Linked DNA regions of Mus musculus: region 2 is linked to region 1. The links are chromatin contacts, called in public promoter capture Hi-C maps. All regions are on one chromosome and are shown on one strand. Each heading gives the region's core, a stretch centred on a gene start, on an enhancer-like site or on the middle of the called end of the contact. The rest is flanking DNA. Distances are from core to core; before and after follow the strand shown. Region 1 holds the start of Mex3d (mex3 RNA binding family member D). Region 2 holds the start of Tmprss9 (transmembrane protease, serine 9).

Region 1 (6,836 bases), core at 1,545-4,044:
TCAGCGCAGCCTCAGTCAACGGCTGTAGCTGGGAGATTAAAATAAACCTCATCCTCCCGAGCTGCTTTTGCTGTTTTATCACGGCAACAAATGGCCAACTAGGCTAGATGCGCTTGGGTGGGATAAGCTGGAACCACAGATGTCAGAGGCAAGGGCCCTGAGGCTGACGCCCTGTCCCTATATCCAGGGTGCCCTCCATGTGGCTCTGAGTCCATTTACTGAGCTGAGACTTGCGGACCACACCAATCCAGGGCTTATGAACATCTGCTCAGTGTCCAGGGGTCACCCCAGCACAGTGGGGGACTCAAGGCCAAGCTTGCTGTTGGCCACCAATGGCACCCCACATCTCAGTAACACAGCAGACTGGGACTGAGCCCGACGCCCCTGGACTTGATTCTCCAAAGAGTGCTAAGCTATACATTTACATGGAACTGTGGTGGGCTCCGCCTCCAGAAAGAGGCAGCAGGCAGCAGGTGACTTTGAGACAAAAGATGATAATCCTTGACTTCTTCATTTGGCCACACAGACTCTGAACAGGTCTGGAAAACTGGTCCCAGTACAGTTACAGGGGATGGCATTGGGCGGGAAGCCAGCCCAAGGTGGCATTGAGCCTACACAAAGGGACAGCTGGCTCACAGATGACTGTCCCCACCCTCGAGGGCCCCTAGGCCCAGCACCGCCCATTCTCGGTAGGCATGGAACGGATAAATGACAGAAGAGCAGGGGATACTCCTGGAACTCGGGAAGTGGCCACGGGTGGCCTTTGCTTGTTGGAGGATGGCAGTCACCTTTGCAATTCAAACCACTCACATCCTCCTCCATTCCTGAGGGTCCAGGGATGCCTGAGCCCCACCCTAAAGTTCTTAGGCTGATCCCCGATCTTAGCTGGGATATGAGGAGTGGGCTGCTGTGGTGAGGAGGGAAGGGGAAAGTTGGGGGTCATCACTATCCAGGCTTGTGGGTGTGTGAAGGGCCGGGCACTGCCCACCACAGTCCTGCCCGCCCCAGCAGCTCAAGGGCCAATGAGCAACGGCTGGCCTGATGTCACTGTGCGAATCTCAGCCTGGCTTTCGAACAAAGAGAACAATGGGGCGGCCAACAGAGACACTCCCCAGCTCCACAGTGCTGCCGCAGGGACCCCCATGTCTGGGTAGATTAGATCCCTATACCCTGGGACCGCTGGGGGTCAGCCTGTCAAGATGGGCGGGGTGAACCCCATGGAGAGCTTCTACAGCCAGGAGACCCTCCTATAAATGCCAGATTCTCAAGCTCAGGGTTCGCTGGGGGCTATAGTCATTTTCTCAGAGGACAGCACCTAGTCCGGACCTCCAAGCTAGAGAGCTAAGAGAGGCACCTTCTATCTAAACTACTATACTTCAATCCTGCCCTCCGGGCACCCTCCCTGGGCTAGCAAGTCTAAGCTGGCCCCGCCCCATGCCTATCTGTGGGTGGGTGGGGGGCAGCCCTAGCTGCTTCTAAGGGGCCTATGTCCTAAGGTGTCCCCCAGCTATGGCACATGGACTGTGGTTGTCCCTAGGAACCCAGACAAAGGCCGCGGTTGTGGCCACAGCTTGGGCAGTGCCCAACTTCTGCAGCAGCCGGCAGCTTTGAACAAAGGCGCCAAGAAATCCACCGAGGCCTAGATTCCACACGGGGCGTGTCCCTGGGGTCTCCTGGTCACATTCACCCTGGGCTAGAACGGGCCACAGCTTGTCCCTTCCTCCCACCAATACATACGTGCCCCCCTCAATATTTATCCAGGAGAATAAGCGCGCCCCTGCACTCCTCGACGGCAGCCACTCACCCTGACGACCCACGATCTCCGCGACATGCTCCGAGCTGGGCACCGGCACACACTCGGTCATGTTCACGCTTTTCTTGCGACTCCCGATCACGTTCAACTGCTCAGCCAGCAGCGTCGAGGGACCCAGGGCAGCCGGGTGTGGCGCGAAGCTGGCGAACACGTCTGGGGGTGATGGCCGGGGGCTCACGTCGGGGTCCAAAAGAGGCAGCCCGCCGGGGGCCACCGAAGAAGCCACGGCCATCGTGGGTGCCAGGGTCACCGAGGGTGTCAGTGCCATTGAGGGTGCCACCGTCACCGAGGGTGCCACAGCCATGCAGGGTGCACAAGTCACCGAGGGTGCCAGGGCCATCGAGGGTGCACTGGTCACCGAGGGTGCCAGGGCCATCGAGGGTGCACAAGTCACCGAGGGTGCCAGGGCCATCGAGGGTCCCACGCCCATCGAGGGCGCACCAGTCACCGGGGGCGCCACGGCCACCTCGAGCTCGTCGGGGGGCGCGGGCTCATCCTCTCCGCATTCTGTCGCCCCGTCCGCGCTGCGTGTCGCCATCCCTTCATCTCCGGGGCGCGCGCCCCCCAGCCCGAGCGCGGACAGCTGGTCCAGCGCCAGGCGCAGCGCAGCGGCCGCGTCGTCGGGCTCGGGTGGCGGCCGGGGCGCGGCATCCTCGGCTCCCGCGAGTGCAGGGTGCGGATGCCCGGGGTCGCCGGCGGTGGTCCCGGTTCCCGCGCCGCCCGCGTCGGGCTGCCCGGTGGAGCCCGGCATGGCTTTAGCGCTCGGGCCCGCGCCGCCGCCGCCGCCCGCGCCGCCCTCCGCGTCTGCGAGCTCGGCCGCCGGCCGCCGGCATCCAGCGGCGGGGCGGGGACGGCGGCGCGGGGATGCTGCGGGGACGCGGGGCTGCGGGGCGGTGGCGCTGTGGCAGGGCTGGCGGCGGCTCCTGGGCGGCCGAGGCGGCGGCGGCGGCGGCGGCGGCGGCGGCGGTGGCACGGGACGCTCGTGCCCTCCCTCCCTCCGCCCTCCCGCCGCCCCGCCCCGGCCCCGCCCCGCGACGTCACCGCGGCCAACAATGGGCAACGCCGCTGCGCACGCGCGGGCCGGGCCGGCAGTCACGTGTTTGCCCCGCCCCCGCCCAGGGTGCGGACCCTCCCCTTCCTCCTCCCTCTCCCCCTCCCCCTGGCCCGCCCGCACGTGCGGGAGGCGCCACAGGTGGGTCGGCGGAGCCCGCAGTTCTGAGCCACCTTGGTGCGTCCCGGGGATATGGGGAGGGTCGTGTGCTCCAGGAGCCCTCGCCATCACCCCTGGCTTCCCCGGCCTCCTCCCAGTGCCCGCCAGGGGACCTTCGGGACCTCTATCAGGGATCACTTGGCGGCCACACTGTGTTTCCCCTTCCCCGATCCCACAAAATCATCTCTGTGCTCAAAAGTGTGGAGTCCCCCTCCTGTGTCTTTCTTCTCTAGTCAGTCCTCGCTCTTCGAGAGCAGGGAAATCCTCCCCGTGTGCCTGGAGACCTTGGGGACCCTCTGGCAGGGATCACCTCGCAGCCACACGGTGTTTTCTTTCACATCAGCCCCTACACTGTGACTACATCGTAAAGGCAATATTCTCTAGTACCTGGCTTGCCCCAGGCTGTCCTTGCCCTCCAGAAGCCGGGGATTTCTACCTATGTGCACCTGGGGACTCTCTAGTTTAGGGTACCACACTGACTCTGGTCCCCCACCTCACCCTCAGTCATGGAACCCACTCTGAGTAACAGGGTGGCGCCAGCTCCTGTGCTGTGTTCTTCCAGCTGGTTCTGTCCTCCTCCTGACGACGGCGCCTCTATCCCAAGCACATTTAATGACTTGGGGACCCATTCCCCGAGTCACGTCCTTCCTGGCATGGTGTCTGGGCAGCCAGAGGTCCCTTTCCCCAAGTCAAGCCTTTCCCAACAGCTCATCCTTGGGGGTGGAGGGGGTTGTGTACACCCAAACTTAGACATAAGCACTTAGAACTTGTGGGGTGAATCGCTTCCCAGCAGACACTGCCCATAATCATTTGAGACGACCCTCACTGGAGATGCTGGGCTCTGAGGAAGGCAGCCTCTTCCACAGGCTCTGCCTACCTCCAGGGCCATACTGTCCCCAGCTGTTGCATATACCTCAGAGTTCCTGTTGAGATTTCTCATGAACAGGGAACAGGATGGACCTTGTCTGGGTCCTTGCCTACAGCTGACTGCAACCTCAGGTCAGTTGTGTCCCAGGGTCTGGGGCAGAGGCCGCTCCATTCTGCAGCGTTCTTAGCCACAACAGTGCCCCTCCCCCAATCCATGCCTTCCTGTCACTTTTACAACCATCATGAACACAAGTGCAGGTTGGAACACAGAGTGTCCTCACACCCCCAGTGTGTTAGTTCTTCTGCCCAGAAGCCACCTTGACCCTAATAAAAGGTCAAGAGCCAGTAGGGTACCATGGCTCACACCTCTAAGTCCCAAGCCATCCTAGTTTACTCAGGAAGTTCCAGGTCAGCCAGGGCTGTGAATTAAGAGCCAGTTTAATAATAATTACTATTATTATTATACTTAGATTATTGTTAAATCAAAGCTGGATGCTAGTGGCACAGGACTTGGGAGGCAGACAGGCAGTTTCTCTGTGAGTTTGGGGCTAGCCTTGTCTACACAGGGAATTCCAGTACAGACAAGACTATGAAGAGAAACCTTGCTTCAGGAGGGCGGGGAGAAAAGGAAAAAAAAAAAAAAGGAAGTACTGACTCCTCTTCCTAACATCTATGTCTAGCCATTCCCTGGGCCCCAGCTACAGTCCTTGTCCTTGACTTGGCAGAAACTTCAGCAGCCTTGGCAGGTATTCAAAGCCAGAGGCTAACCTGGGCTGCACGCAGTCAAGCGGGTCACTTCTGCCCACCCAGCCAGAGTTTGAACTACTGGCTGTGAGCAGAGATGGAGGGCAGAGACACTCAGATGTGAAGCTGTGGACCAGGAGGGAGGGGAGAGAGGAGGGGGTGTGAAGCTGAGCACCAGAGGCACCTCAAGTAGCCTTCCAAGATTCGGAAAGAGACAGCCTCAAAATGGTGAGGCTCCAAATTTAAATTATAGCCGAGTGTTTGCGATCCCAACACCTGGGAGGTGAAGACAGGAGACCCTGTGCATCGAGGTCAGTGGTCCTAGCCTAATTCCTGAGTTCCAGGTTCAGCAAGAGACTCTGTCTCAAACTAAGTCTGTGGGGGCAGAGAGAGAACTCACTGCTTTTGTAGGGACCTGGGTTCAGTTCCCAACACCGACATGACAGCTTACGACTGCTTGTAAGTCCATTCCCAGGAGACCCACTGCCCTCTTTGGACCTTTAGGGCTCCTGTATGCATGTGGTGCACAGACAGAAACTCAGGTGTACACATTTTTTTTTCCCTGTGTGTAGCCCTGGCTGTCCTGGAACTCACTCTGTAGACCAGGCTGTTCGAACTCAAGAGATCCACTTGCCTCTGACCAAGGGGTAAACTGAGTATGGTGTCTCACGCCTTCAATCCCAGCACACAGGAGGCAGAGGCAGGTGGGTCTCCTTGAGTTTGAGGCTAGCCTGGTCTAGAGAGAAAGATCTTATCTATAAACATCAACAGCATAAGGGCATTTCTCTTACCCAGCATGCAGAGAGCCCAGTTCTAGAGACAGTGCAGGGAGGGTTTCAGGTGAGGCTGCTGGGGCATTTCCCTGGAGGAGCCTTTCGGGTGTGGAACTGACCCCAGGAACCAACACTGGGTGAAGTACTTGCCCTGCCACTGTGATGGGCCTGAGTCACATCCCCAAGACGTAGGCATGTAAAATCCTGATATGGTAGGCCCTGACCCTGCCAGTGACCTGCTGGAAGGGACCTGAGGGGTGACATCAGCTGTGGTGGACTACGACAGGCATGCATGAACACACACAGACACCATGAACAACATAAACCAATAAAGCAAAGTAACCTAAGATAAACTCAACACTTGGAGGGCTGTGGTGAGTCTCAGCAGTGGAGTGCAGCCGAGCCTATGTTCATCCTAATCTCTAAACAAACTAAGAAATAAATACGAGGAAGACGTGATTCAATGCTTACAGTTCTGGCCGCTCTCCCAAAGACTCGGGTTCACTTCCCAACACCCACATGGTGGCTCACAACTGTCTGTAACCCCAGTCCTAGGGTTCTGAGCCCTTGCGGCTTTTGTATGTGCTGCTCACACAGGGTGCACACCTCAAGTTCCTGAAAGCACGGACAGGCACTTGCTTCCAAGCCTGCCAGCGGCACCTGACGCCCTGGACCCTGCCCTCAGACCTTTACTCCAACGCTGTGGAATTAAAGATGTGAACAGCTACAGAGAGATGAGGAGGCAGTTTGCAGCCCCTTTATGGAAGGGAAGGTAGCCTGGGTCACTTTGCTGAGCCTTGGTACAAGCTTCCCTTAATGACAATAAAGCTAAATGTGCAGCCCTTTGATTCATTTGGAAGTGAATCCATGTTGGAGTCCATGTCCAGGGTCGAGTCTTGGTGGGCAGCACAGTGGTCTGGGTTCCATCCCCAGCGCTAAAATCATGAGCCTCCTCCATATAGTTCCAGAATTTCCCATCATCCCAAAGGAGGCCCTATCCTCCTGATGCCTGTCCTCATGGTTGTTTCCTGCTTTCTCCAGGTCTGGAGTTTACTGTTACAGAGTCCCACTGTGAGCTTGTCTGTGGCATACTGGCTTGGCTTTGGTACATTACAACCTTGTTTTCCTACTCATGGCCTAGCAACATTCTGGCAAATGGATGACCCCATGCAGGTAAGCTTTACCTCTGGTGCCACCATCCTTTGTCACACTGGCTGGACAGAAACATGGCCCCGGGGGTGGGGTATTGGGCTGAGCAAGTTTGTGGTGGCTGCAGGACAGCAGGCGGGCTGTGGGGTTGCTGGGTGACCTGGATGACACATGTGACAGGAGATTTTAAAAAGATGAAAGGGTTGGAGGTGCAGAGGAACATCACTGTCACCAGGGAAAGCTAGGTGGCCTTGCCCTACATTGTCATCAGACTCAGGTG
Region 2 (6,836 bases), core at 2,182-4,681, 490 kb after region 1:
GCAGAGGCAGGTGGATCCCTGAGTTTGAGGCCAGTCTGGTCTACAGATCGAGTTCTAAAGACAATCAAGGGCGTCGCAGAGAAACCCTGTCTCAACAACAAAAGCCACTTTATGCCAAGTGTGGTAGATTACACCTGTGCTCACTGAAGTCCAGAGACTGAGGCAGGGGAAGCACAAACTCCAGACTGCTTTAGGCTACACACCTACTGTCTGCAAAACAAACAAACAAACAAACAAAGAACAAAAAATAAAAAACCTCCAAGTTGAACCAGACCCTTCTCTGCTCCATTCCCAGTGGGGGCGGGGCTGTTCCCTCTCAGCCTCAGGGAGGCACCAAACTCCCAGCTCCCAGGCCTTGGCTCTGGGCCCCTCCTCCCTCTTCCAAGGCAGCTCCATTCTCCTGCCTCATTCTGGGGATGTCGTGGTGAAAGAGAGACCCTGAGGGACCAGGGTGGCTCCCTCCTCAGAGTCATCAGCCCAGGGCCATGAGATGACATAATCTTGGACTCTGGGGACTGGGGCACAGTCAGATTCAGAGGTCATGGTTGTCCCCTCGACCCCAGATTCCTGCAAAATACCATTCAAGGGCCCACAAGGGGAGAGGCTGGCACAGGCTTCTGACTTCTAGGTTCAGAGAGAGGTGGTGGTGGTGGTGGTGGGGTCCTGGCTCCCTCTGTGCCAGGCCTCCCATCTTCTGGGACTCCATTTCCATGCCCTCTGAGAAGCCCCAGCCAACATTGGCCAGAGCAGCCATGTGTCTGTCGGGGCTTCACTGAGAGCCTGAGGCCCAGGGTCACCTTGGGTGGGTGGCTGCTCTGGCTCTCAGTACTCTGACCTCCCTTGCTTGGCCATCGATAGCGATAGCGCTCCTGGCACTGTGAGCACAGGGTTTTTCTGGATGGAAACAAGCTAGGTGTGTCCCACAGCGGGGTGACTGCAGGCTGCATGGCTCCTGGACCTCAGGTCACCTTCTGTACCACCTCTGGTGTTCAGCCTCTGGTGCCTGGGAGTCTGGCCCTGGCCCCCTCCCTCTCTCTCTCCCTTCCCTTCTTCCCTCCCTTCTTTTCTCCCTTCCTTCCTTTCTAAAATTGCTTTGTATTTTGGGATAGGGTCTCATGTAGCCCAGGCTAGCTTCAAATTTAATTTCTAGCTGAGGATGACTTAGAACTTCCAATCCTCCTGCCTCTGCCTCTGAAGTGCTAGGATTAAGGATGTGTGGCGCCATGCCTGGCTTTGACATTTTTATTTTCTTTGGTTCTATATTTACTTACTTGTATGTATTTATGGGGAAGTGTCCCACTGAGGCTGTGTGGTCAGAGGCCAACTTATGGAAGCTGGATCTCCTGCCATTTGGGTCTCAGGGGTCAAACTCAGGCCACCAGGCTCCCTCACCCACTGAGCCTTTCTAGGCTTGGTCTTAATTTTTCAATTTATTTATTTATTTTTTAATTTTTAAGATTTATTTTTTTATGTGTATGAGTGTTTTGCCTGCATACATGCCTGTGTGCCATGTGTGTGCCTGATGCCCAAGGAGGGCATCAGATCCCTTGGAACTGGAGTCACAGGTCGTTGTTGGTGCCAGGAACTGAACCAGGGCAGCTGCAAGAGCAGCCAGTGTTCTAACTGCTGAGCCGTCTCTGCAGTCCATCCCTAATAACACCTGTTTTGTTTGTTTGTTTTGTGACTGAGTTTCTCTGTCATCCAGAGGACCAGGCTGGCCTCAAACTCAGAGATCCGCCTGCCTCTGTGGTGTGGGCCACCACCTCCCAGCTCTATAACAACCTTTAGATATGGTGTCCACGCACATTGTTCAGTGGCGTTTTGCTCGCTGCTCTGTGAGGATCCCTTGTTCCTTGCAGCAGCTGTAGGCTCAGAACTTAGCTGGTGTTCCACATCAGGCAGAGAAAGCTACCATTTTATACTCATAGCTCCTTCAGTGCCCGACCTGCTCACTCAGTGTTTCCTGGGGAGATGTGTGCAGCCACCACTTCACTGAAGACAGGGCACCGACCTCAGACCACAGAACTGATCCTATAGACTGAGCTCAGGCAACCTGTGAGTTCACTGAGTGTGGGTGACTTAGAGGCAGTTTGGGGTTTCCTGATGCCTGACTTAGTCCCCTCTCCCTACCATTATGAATCATGGGAGTTTCAGGAAGTCTGTGAGTCTCAGGGAGCCTTCCCTCAGGAGGAAGTGCCTCCATTGAGAGGACACTGCTAGACAGCCCCTGTGTCACCAATGCACAGAAGTGCTGAACGTATGCCATGTTTACCCCCAACAAACCCTACTTACAGACCAAGTGTCAGGGTAGACTTGGTCTCCCAAAGCCAGGATCCTGGTCCCCTGTTGAGGATCAGAGCTGACCAGGAAGTAGTCTGTGTTCCATGGCCTGCATCTACCTCCTCCCCATTTTTGGCTACAATGTCTCACTTGGCAGTCCAGCCTTGCCTGGAACTCATAGAAATCCCCCTGCCTCAGCTTCCTGGATGCTGGGATGACAGGTGTGTGCTACCATGCTTGGTTCTGGTGAAGCAGTTCTTGGTAGCCTGGTCTCCCCAGCTCAGGTCTCCCGAGGTTCACAGAGTTGCATCAGCCCCTTTTCAGGGCTCTGTGTCTGTGGGCAAGGCAGCTCTGCAGTAATTACTGTGGGAAGGGCTGAATGGCATGGCATGCTTAGCACTCACTAAGAGCAAGTCCTCAGGGAAGGGATGAGCAAGGGGTGTGTGTGAGCACAGTAATGCGTGTGTGCTCGTGTGTGCATGCCTGTGTGCACACACACATGTGCATGTGTATATGTGTTATGCACACACATATCCACATGTGTGCATGCATGTGTGTATGTGCACGTATATGTATGTGTGCGCATGTGTGTATGCATATGTGTGCATGAATGTGTGTGGGTGTGTTTGCATGTGTGTGGTCGCCTGTGTGTGCATCTGTGTGTACATCTGTGTGTATGTGGACTGTCACGGAGGTCTCCCCTGCAGCCCGAGGCCGAGAGCTCACTGGTCAGAGCTGCAGCATGGCTCCTGTCTCTCACTTCAGTGATGATTTGGGGATATGGTTGCGTCTCACCCAGAATCTCTGTAGCTTAAGTGATGTCATAGTGGGGCCACTGACCTGTCCCCTCTGCTGTGCATGGCGGTCACAAGGGTCTGAGTGGCCATTTCAGGCAGATCAAGTCTCCTTAAGGATGGGACAAATTGGCTTGGCCTCAGCCTTGGGATACCAGGATTAGCAAAGGGTGCACTTGGGTCCACATGGGTGTCAGGGAATGCTGGGTGCATGCCTGTCACCCCTGCACTCTGGAAGTGGAGTCAGTTGATCAGGAGTCCAGGGCCAAGTGTGGCTGAATGTCAGATAAATCCTTTGTCCATTTTTTGTTCTTTTTCTCTTGCAGGTGTCTAGCTGGAGCTTACCTTTGCCGAGCCATGGAGCCCACTGCACCAGACTTACAACTTGTGCCAGAGGTGACAAAGGCTGTCTCTGTATCTGCTCCAGACCCTGGCCCTTGTCGAACGGCTGTCATCGCAGTGGTGGGCATCAGCATGGCCATCGTGACCCTGGGAGTCCTTTCAGGTAAGTGGCAGGAAGAAGGCCTGGGTCCTCGGATGCAAAAGGACATCCCAAGTGTCAAAGGGCTGACCTTCCAGCCAGATCCAGCAGTGGCAAGGACAGGCTCTGGGGTCCAAGAATATGCTGGGTATGCAGGAAGTGTTTGCAATGACAAGAAGGAGCGGGTGGGCGGGCAGTCCTGTGGTCGAATGGGGAGGGAACAGATATGTCAGTTTTGACAGCTTAAGGCAGCAGGAGGGTCAGGCAGGACTACAGGGGTGTGGCTTAGGAGAGGCTGGGCTCATGCCTGTTAGCATGGTGATACAGTGATAATGGGTACAAACTGGGGAACTTGTGTGGAAAAAATTTAATTGGCCAGGCAGTTGTGGCATACACCCTTTGATCTCTGTGAGTTTGAGGCCAACCTGGTCTACAGATAAAGTCTAGGACAGCCAGAGCTGCACAGAGAAACCCTGTATTGATAAAAGATAACAGAATACATTGATAATTGTCCTACAGTCCCCAACTGTACTAATATGTATTAAGCTTTTCTGGACGGGCTAGGTTACTGCAGTCTGATGTGGCTGAATGCTGCCCCCTAGTGGCTGTGCCTGTCACGTGCAGTAGCATTCTCATCTCCCCTCGTGCTCTACCCCTTTGAGGGTTTCCTGTCAGTCCAAGTGGCACACAAACCTTTGCGATCATTTTTGAGGGATTTTCCTGGTTTTTGAGAAAGAGAAGGGTCTGACGTAGCCCGTGCTAGCCTCAAACTCTCACTGCTAAGGATAACTTTAAACTCATGGTCTCTGTCTCATTCTCCGAAGTGCTGGGACTAGAGATGTGCACCACCATGCCACCACCCAGGGCCAATGCCTGCAGGGAGTGCTCTACCCACTGAGCGATACAGCCCATTGGGATGATCCCTCTACCCATGAATCCACAAATCCATCCCGACGGATGGCTAAGACTCAGCACCCACACACTATCCGTTTGCTTCTGTTGTGTTATTTTGTTTTTTGTTGTTGTTGTTGGTGGTGGTTTTATTGTTTTGTTTTGTTTTGTTTTTTGTTTTTTTGAGACAGTTTCTCTGTGTAGCTCTGACTGTCCTGAAACTTGCTCTGTAGATCAGGCTAGCCTCCAACTCAGAGATCTGTGTACCTCTGCCCCCTAGGGGCTGGGATTAAAGGCGTGTACCACCACTGTCTGGCAGATTTTGTTTTTTAAATTTTATTTCTGGGGCTAAGAGATGGCTCAGAGGGTAAGATCACTGCACTTTCAGAGGTCTTGAGTTCAATTCCTAGCCCCCACATGATGGCTCAAACCTTCTATAATGCAGGAAGAATGCTGTATTCATAATACATAAGTAAATCTTTTTTTATTACGTATTTTCCTCAATTACATTTCCAATGCTATCCCAAAAGTCTCCCACACCCTCCCCCCCACTCCTCTATCCAATAAATCTTTTTTTAAAAAAATTTATTTCTGTGTATGAGCTTTTTACTTGCATGTATGCCTGTGCGGCGCATGCATGCAGTACCCACGGCCGCCGGCAGAGGGTGCAAGGCACACTGGACCTGCTATTATAGGCGGTTGTGAGCTATATTGGTGCTGGAACCAAGTCAGGCTCCAAATGCCTGAACTGTCTCTCCACCCCCTAATTTACTTGCTAAGGGTAAAAGGCTCTCGTGTTGCTCTTTTTTTTTTTTTGGTTTTCCGAGACAGGGTTTCTCTGTGTAACCCTGGCTGTCGGGAACTCACTCTGTAGACCAGTTTGGCCTCGAACTCAGAAATCCGCCTGCCTCTGCCTCCCAAGTGTTGGGATTAAAGGCGTGCGCCATCACTGCCCGGCCGTGTTGGTCTTAAATACCCTGACACCACAGTGTCCGTGTGGCAGCTTCCTGAGTGGAGGAAACTGAAGAGTCAGAAACTCCCTTTAGGAGAAGTGGTGGCACAGGCAGGGCCAGCTGGGGCGGGACGGTTGTAAAATCCAAGTCACCACAGCCTACAGAGCAAACCTGCTTCAAAAGAATGAAAAGAAGAGAGGCTGGGAGATGGCTCAGCCCCCACACAGGGACTACCTCGCCAGACACCAGGGTCTCCATCCCCACACAAGAAAAAGCCAGGTGCAGTAATGGATGCTTGTCATCTCAGAGTCAAGGACACAGGGGCTCCTCAGGTTCCCTGGCTGGTCCTAGTGGAATTGGTGCTGAATTGGTGAGCCGCTGTGTTCAATGAGAGACCCTGGCTCAAACACATGATGGAGAGAGAGGGAGAGGGGCCGGGGTGGGGTGGGGAGTCGATTTGATGACCTGACGTTCACATGTGTCACAAACTGTCAAAGAAGGCATGCCAGCCTGGAATGTGGCCTCTGGATAAATTGTACAAAGGTTCTGGTGTCTGCCAGCTTACTCTGTCCTCTGCAGGAGTCACTGCCCCATCCTAGGAAGGAGGTTGGGACACTGTAAGACCTCCTGAGGGACTGTGACCTGTGATGTCACTGACTCAAGTCAAGGAAGCTGACTTTGGGGACAGCCCATGTCACTTTATACTGTCTCTGGGAGTCCTCAGGACAGCCTTCAGCAGAGACTCAATGCTGCTCCACCTGGGGAGTCAGGTCCTGTGTGTATGGAGGCTCGGCAGGTGAGCCCCAAGCCCACAGTGGGGCTGTCTCACCAGGCACCCGTCTTGTCCGCAGCCTTCTTCTCCGCACAGGGCGCCCACGTGGAGCACATAGCAGAGCTACATGGGATCCGTTTCACCAGTTCTTTGCAGCAGGAGAACTCTGACTTCTACCGCCTACTCACGCATGCTCTGCAGACACTGGCAAGTACAGCTGGGGCCTGGAGGCAGGGTCAGCTTGGTAGACTCTGGGGGAGGGGAGGTCGGTCTGTGGGGTGAACGGGGAGACGCTGTGCTCTGCATCCACCTACTAAACAGACGTGATATTTTTATCATGGAGTCTATTCTGTGTTGGTTTCTTACTGAGCACAATGTCCCAAGGTTCCTGCATGCTGGGGACATGTCAGAGACCCCACCTGTTCACAGCTGCATGCTGGTTCAGTGTTGGAATGGATCATGTGTTGTGGATCATTCTTTTATCCACCCACTCATCCATCTATCCATCCACCACCCACCCACCCACCCACCCATCTCCCCATCCATCCACCCACCCACACCTATTCCCCCATCCCCCATCTATCCATCTCTATGGTCATGCAGCTGCTCCTACCTCTCAGTAGCTCTGACTAGTGCACATGTTAATGTGCAACTCTCCCAACAAC

Evidence for each region. Promoter capture Hi-C pulls out the DNA fragments that hold promoters and counts their contacts.
Region 2: a contact with region 1 is called in a promoter capture Hi-C map of pre-B cells, with 2.3 times the contacts expected there. The contact joins the promoter of Tmprss9 here to the promoter of Mex3d in region 1. A contact is called at or near these places in 3 of 39 promoter capture datasets (erythroid cells, liver and pre-B cells) and 1 of 9 other capture datasets (liver).

What each region holds. Positions count from the first base shown.
Region 1 is chr10:80,384,857-80,391,692 of GRCm38.p6, forward strand. It overlaps Mex3d (mex3 RNA binding family member D), which reads right to left and starts at 2,795. Exons shown (of 2, transcript NM_198615.2): 1 at 1,805-2,795. The coding sequence starts at 2,564. Gm30823 (a long non-coding RNA gene) reads left to right here and starts at 2,904. Exons shown (of 3, transcript XR_380610.3): 1 at 2,904-3,041; 2 at 6,449-6,580.
Region 2 is chr10:80,876,385-80,883,220 of GRCm38.p6, forward strand. It overlaps Tmprss9 (transmembrane protease, serine 9), which reads left to right and starts at 3,432. Exons shown (of 18, transcript NM_001081688.2): 1 at 3,432-3,579; 2 at 6,251-6,378. The coding sequence starts at 3,432.